Linked DNA regions of Rattus norvegicus: region 1 is linked to region 2. The links are chromatin contacts, called in public Hi-C maps. All regions are on one chromosome and are shown on one strand. The core of a region is the stretch at or near the end of the contact, and the rest is flanking DNA. Distances in the headings are between cores, read along the strand shown.

Region 1 (3,223 bases), core at 15-2,514, 86 kb after region 2:
CAGTGTTGACAAAGCACACTGGAGCCGATGGCTCGCTCACGCCCCCTTGTGATGCCATCTGTCTACCCCCATGCCGAGAGAACCACTGAGCTACGCTCACCATGGAGGAGTTTGCATTGAACGAGTTATATTTGGGTCAGGAGGTAGGTGTCCACTGGCACCCATGTGGTGCTCGGAGGACACCGGGGGAGTCAGGGTTCTGTCATAGCCCCATGTGGGTTCCTGGGATGGGACTCAGGCCTTTGGGCTTGTGCCAGGCTTGTACCTGCTGAACCATATAAACAGCCCAAATTTGTTGGTTTTTAAGTTTTAGAATTCTAGAAATAGTCTAGAATGCTTTCAGAGTTCAACGGTATATGCTTTTTGGTCTGATTTTTTTTTTAACCAAGCATAGTTATCTTGAGGTTTTTCATGGAATACTGAATGTGTCTTTGCTGCCACACTGCTCCCCAGTGTAGACAGAGCACCCCGTGCTCACCTCCGTTCTCCTGCTGCTTCGCGTTTGGTTGTTTTCATGTCGAGACTATTGAGTTCAGAGCATTAGGACCTGATTTGTGCATGGATAGACTCATTTCCCGAAAACACCTAGGAACTCACCAGCTGAGACTATGGGTGATTTAGTGATATGGTTTTGATTTTCTAAATATTTGGAGATTTCCCCATATATCCTTGCTTTTTATTTATGACATAATCTCACTGTGGCTGGAAATTAAACTTTCTCTAAGTGAAATTCTTCAAAAATATTGGAACTTGTTTTATGGGCCAGCAGATAGTCTGTCTTGATAAATATCACTGACAATACAATGCTCTGCAGATGTCAGTGGGGCGTTGTGGCCACTGCACTCCGGGGCTATATCCATTGTAGTTCTTTCTCTTTGAAGCTTAGGAACAGTCTTAAAGACAGGTGTCTTAGTTAGGGTTTCCACTGCTATGAAGACAGACCACAACCACAGCAACTCTTAGAAAGGAAAACATTTAATCAGGGCTGACTTACAGTTCAGAGGCTTCGTACATTGTTGTCATGATAGGAAGCACATCGTGCAGGCAGACATGGTGCTGGAGAAGGAGCTGAGAGTTCTCTATCTGGATCAACAGGCAGCAGGGAGGGACTGACACACTGGGCCTGGCTGGAGCCTCTGAGACCTCAGTGCCCGTCCCCCCAGTGACCCAGTGACGCACTTCCTCCAACAAGGCCACACCCGCTAAGAGCACCCCTCCCTCTAGGCTCCCCCCAGTGACATACTTCCTTCAACAAGGCCACACCCACTAAGAGCGCCACTCCTTCTAGGCTTATGGGGTCACTTTTATTCAAACCACCACAACAGGGTTTCACTTAGTAATGCAGGCTGGTCTCAAACTTGCCCTGTATCTCAAGCTAGCTTTGAATTTTCTACGATTCAGCCTTGGTCTCCCAAGTGCTGGGATCACAGGCACCAGTTTTCATGCCTGGCCGTTGTTTAGGTATATAATCTCTTTCTTCTTTGTGTAACACATTCTTCAATTAACTTTACAATTGTCTCACATTTGGTCTTTAGAGAACTGATTTTAAAATATTCTGCCACAGAAGCATTGCCCGTTAGTTTTTGTCTGGATAGGAATCTGGTTTTCTCAGCTGTCTCTCCCAACCCCATTATTTCCCTGGTGATGGGAGGTATACATTCCTAAACTCTGATGTTGTCATTCCGTGGTGCTTGCTAGGGGTAAACACAGACGCGACACATTGTATCCACCTCTTCTGTGGCTGTGGTTTGGGTCAGTGCGTTGATATCTGTTTCTCTCATGTAATTGTCTCCCTTAGCTGTGTGTGGACCTTATTTCTCTGTATGGATTTTATAGTGAATTTATTTAGTGAATCTTTAAAATGTAGTTATCATTTTTATTTGGACTGTATTGGAAATTACAGATTAGCTGAGGAATACTTAGCATTTTCATGTTAGCCCACTCTGTCCGATGTGGCAATGACACCCTCCACTTAGCAAGTTTTCTTCTTACTCCTTTAGTAACACCTTAACATTTTATCTAATGAGGCCCTGTTTAGTAAATGAAATTTCTAGTCATTTCTAGGTTCCAGATAATTTTTATTGGACTTTATGTGGAAACCTTCCCCAACTTTTTTCACTCTAATGAATTGATGATTTTTGTTGTTTCTTGAAATTTTGACTATGAGCTGGGCGTGGTGTCCACACTTTTAATCACAGCACTCAGGAGGCAGAGGCAGGTGGATCTCTGAGGGCATGAGGCCAGCCTGGTCTACAGAGCAAATCCCAGGGTAGCCAGAGCTATACAAAGAAACCCTATTTTGAAAAAAAAAAAAACACCAAAGAACCAACCAACCAAACATATATATAAATGACTGATAGCACCCACCAATAAACATAGTTTATCTTCTTCCTCCCAAAGCTCATCTCACAACATCTTTTTAAAATGTTTTGCCTTATTTTTAATTATGTGTGTGCTTGTGTCTGGGTCAGGGGTGTGTGCACATGACGTCAGGAGCATGTGGAGAGATCCAGTCCCCCTTGATGTTCTAGGCAACTGGGAGCCATGTGATGTGGGTGCTGGGCTTGTGTTCTAAGCCCCTGCGCTACTTCTCTACCCCACACTATCTTTCTATCCCCCCAGGATTATCACAGTGTCCCCCTTCCAGTTGTCATCTTTTGTTGCGGTTTCTGGTTTATCTGGTGTAACCCCTCAGCTTTCCTCTCTGATGTGTCTGAAGAATGACCAGGAGGTTTTTCCTTGCTGTCCCCAGGGATAAGGCCCAGGACCTCACACCCGCTGAGTCCTCGCCCCACCGTGGAGCTGCATCCTCAACCCCAAGGTTCTTTTGCTGTTTACCTTCTTCGTTTCTGTGATGTGGTCTCCTTTTCCCTCTCTTCAAAGTGGGACGCGTTCTGTGGGGTGCATTTCCCTCTGTCACCTTCATCGCCCAGTTCCCGGGAGATGGACTCAGTTCCGCTGTCTTCCATGTGACTTCTCTGTGCCTGCATCGAGGGCCTTGGCCTCCCACGTGTCTGTCCTTAGTCACGAGGCCACCCTCGGGCCTGTCCCTTCAGGGTTTGCGCATCTCCTCTCCTGTAGCCTTTCAATGCCAGAAAGAGGGCGCTGTTTTTCATGAAAATCTCATCTGTTTAGGACCAAACACTGCTTTGTCCAGTCTAGACGAGTTTTTGGAAGAATCATCTAAGGCGCAGTCTGACTCACAAGAGCCAATAATCACTGT
Region 2 (3,629 bases), core at 808-3,307:
CACTGTACCTGTCTTCAGACACAGCAGAAGAGGGCATCGGATCTCTTTACAGATGATTGTGAGCCACCATGTGGTTGCTGAGAATTGAACTCAGGACCTCTGAAAGAGCAGTCGGGTGCTCTTAACCGCTGAGCTATCTCTCCATTTACCATTCCAGTTTTAGGATGTATGCTTCTAAAGAGTGCTTGAATATATAAACTTTAATTAATTATTTTTATTTCATGTGCTTTGGTGTTTTTCCAGTGTGTGTGTATGTACGAGGGTGTTGGATATTCTGAATTACAAGAGTTTGCTCTTAATTACATTTATGTATGTGTGTCTATATGCACAAATGTGCATGTGCACATGTTCACAGAGATCAGAGCAGCCCTCAGAAACTGGTCTTCCAAAACAGTGCCTCTACTCCAAATACAAGCTGGCTCAGCAACACTTAAGTGCTCCTCTCCCAGAGGACACACCCCAGTTGTCGTTTCAGCATGCACGTGGCAGCTCACAGCTATTTGTAACTTCAGGTCAAAGGGATATGACACGCTATTCTGAACTTCCCGGCACCAGGCATGAACATGACACATGTATGAACATGTGTAAGAAAAACACAAACAAAAAATAAATCTTCTAAAGAAACCTGAGGTGGCTCTGTAGGTAAAATTGCTTGTCTGCCAAGCCCCGATGACCTGGATTTTCATGGAAACCAATTCTATAGTACACATCTGTAGTCTCACTGCTCTTAGGCCAAGATAGAGGTAGAAAGGGGAATATCGTCTAAAAAGGTGTACACCACCTAGCCTGGATTGCAGTGAGATACAAATCACAAGAAAGAGCCTGTCTGAAACAAAGTGGACGGCATTCAACAACCCAGAAGTTGTCCTGTGAATTCCATACACACAGTGCAATGTGCATGTGTCTGCATTCATGCTCACTATGATACTAGTTCCATTATCTTCTGCCCTGGTATTGTTTGTTGACAGGCACCAGCCAGGTGTCATCGTATGTATGTAATAGATCCCAGTTGGTTAATACTTTCCATTTCTAGGCCGTCATTAACATCCTGCCTAGAGCCTCATCATCTTTTATGTTAGGACTGACACCCTGCATTTTGATTCACATGTTCCCTGTGAAAACCTGGTAGTTATTTAACTTAGCCGAGATGTGCTTCATTTACTCTGCATCCCTGACAGAAAGATTTTGCAATTTCTGGTCTCTGTTCCTCATTTACCTTTGAGTGACTTCACGTAATCTTTGACATACTCAAAGACATTTGATAAAAGTGGTTCTGATTATCAGCCCCAGTGATTATTATGTTTTAAATTCCTCTTGGGGCTGTCAGCAGAGGCTTTTCCACCTTCGTTACCTCGTGCCCTGCTGACCATCCTAGGCCTAGGTCACAGGAGAGTGCATCATAGCCAGTGCGGTCCTAGAGGATGCTTATGAAGGTGACTAGGTCATGGCACCGTTTACAGGGGCAGCGGCGAGCCAGCAGAACACACTGGCCGGAAGTTAATGTTTTCATTCACAACCTGGTTACATTAGCCGGTTTCCCAGCCGCTGGTAATTTTGGATAGCCCAGACTTGTGTTCCTTTTTCTTCCTTTTTAAAATTTAACAACCTGTATGCTGAGACAGATATGGTAGCACACAGCTATGTCTCAACAAACTACAAAAAATTCTCTGCCATTAGTATATTAATACGTTCTTTTTCTGAAAAAGAGACTAGGGATGTAGATGCTTGCCTAGCGTTCATGGATGTGGTCCTAATACTTGAGAAATGGAGCCAGAGGGTCAGGAATTCAAAGTCATCTTTGCCAGCACAGTGATTAGGGACCATCCTGGGCTACACGAGCTGTCGCCTCCTGCCTCCTAAAAGGTCAGACATACACAAGTCTCCGCACTGTTCTCATCATACAGTTCTTACACTTATAATCAATAAGTTATAAGTAAGTAATCTATAAGTAGTGAATACATCTTCTGATAGTTGGGCCTCAGAGACTTGAATGGGAAGTAAAATGCCAAGCATCCAAAGATTTGCATTTCATTTTGTTAAATTCCATTCCTGTTTAGCATCTGATCCCCAAGCATCTGGTCATGGCTCCTCGTTCACGGCGGCGAAAGCACAAGAAACCGCCACCAGTGACTCCCATGCCTGACATCCCACCCACAGACGTATCTGCAGTACGTCCAGCCCTCCCAGAGCCTGGCCCCAGCATTGACGCCCTCGGCTTCATTGCCTTGGACAGCGATGTACCAGGCCTGCCCCAGCGGATCCTGCAAAGGCTGAACATGAAGAGCTATGAAGAGTACAAGTGAGTGACCAGTTCTGTGGGAAGGCAGTGTCTTGGTACTAGTCACATCAGAAGGTTGGTCAAGTATGAGTCAGGAATTTCTCATCCTGACCTTTGTCAGTCAGGTCGCTGTAGAAGAAACAATGTGCTTAAAAAAATGGGAGTAGGATACATTTGAGATTACCATAAAAATTTACACAAGGCAGATGAGGCACGCGAGAGGCTTGGGAGCTACTCGCCCTGTCCAGCTTCTTCCATACTATCCCTACAGGTTGGTGATAGATGGGGGAACCCCAGTGCCAAGCTTTGGGTTTCGATGTCAACAAGAAATGTTCCAGAGAATGGAGGACACATTCCGATTCTGCGCTTACTGTAAAGCACTCCCCCATGGCCTTTCCAGTTGCAAGGTTCTGCGGCACTGTAAGAGGTGATGTGTGGGGACTAGTGGGGGACATGTAGAAACGGCCCTATGTATACTAGGTCCTCATTCCAAGAGGGACAGCCCTGCAAGTTTTGGTTTTGGTGGTTTTTGTTGTGTTTTGAGAATAGTTGCTCATTTTGTGTGGCCCCAGTTTTAATCCTGTTTATTTTTGGTATCGTGGGAGATGAAATAACAGTCTTCCTACTTCTGTCTTGAGTACACAGAGGTTAAGATGACATTTCTTCTGAAAGGCTAAAGTTGAGGCATACCTGGTAAGGGAAAGCATCCCCAAATGTCTAGGGTATTTTGGTTCTTCTTTCTTTATGAAAGAGATTTTAAAAAAAAACTAAGTTGTTTTAGATGGGTGGAAACTGGCACAGAACCCTGTCTAAGAACAATTGTATTCCTAATCCATTTGCTTCATCCACCACATGGCTTCTTCATTCTTCTCCAGACTTCCTCGCCTCCCTCTGGCCTCTCTGTAGGTGCAGGCTCCAGCCCCTTCCTGGACAAAGACACCTTTGTGACACAGGCACGTGCTTCTTTGGTTCATTCTCTCAGGTGCAGAAACGTCTATTACTGTGATGCAGAGTGTCAGAGGTCAGACTGGCCAGCACACAGGAAGGTGTGTGGAGAGCTCCGTCTCGTGGCTGTGGACCGTGTCATGGAATGGCTTCTGGTCACAGGTAGGGTGTAATTGTTAGGAAACTGCACTGTAACAGCAGCTGATCACTTAGCTGGAACTAAATAAAAGCATGGTATTCTAAGGGAAAATGCAGAAACCGTGATAAGAAGTGGGGATACTTGTAGTTACAGGTTGGCAGAATAAATATGGAGGAATTATTGAGGAGGGAATTTGAAACCCAAGGAAGGATTTGATGTTTCTTTTTAAAGTATAGGTCCGGAGGCTAGAAGAGGGCATGGGAGCTC

What was found. A called contact is a pair of places that touch in the nucleus more often than the background predicts.
Region 1: a contact with region 2 is called in a Hi-C map of the A7r5 cell line, with 2.4 times the contacts expected there. The contact joins the enhancer-like site here to the promoter of LOC102554047 in region 2. A contact is called at or near these places in 3 of 12 Hi-C or Micro-C datasets (the A7r5 cell line, kidney and liver).

The regions. Positions count from the first base shown.
Region 1 is chr15:3,949,752-3,952,974 of GRCr8, forward strand. It overlaps Cfap70 (cilia and flagella associated protein 70), which reads left to right. Exons shown (of 29, transcript NM_001108370.2): 21 at 2,753-2,821; 22 at 3,136-3,223. Among named protein-coding and RNA genes, the nearest start is that of Mrps16, 16 kb to the right of the region's middle. Within about 2 kb of position 1,265, at least 2 of the 93 cell types and tissues checked have an H3K27ac peak or open chromatin away from gene starts, as enhancers often do. A contact at or near this core is called in the A7r5 cell line, where this site is marked.
Region 2 is chr15:3,862,551-3,866,179 of GRCr8, forward strand. LOC102554047 (60S ribosomal protein L15-like) reads right to left here and starts at 2,058. Exons shown (of 1, transcript XM_039093719.2): 1 at 1-2,058. It overlaps Mss51 (MSS51 mitochondrial translational activator), which reads left to right. Exons shown (of 7, transcript NM_001106025.1): 2 at 2,058-2,299; 3 at 2,550-2,705; 4 at 3,261-3,385. The coding sequence starts at 2,082.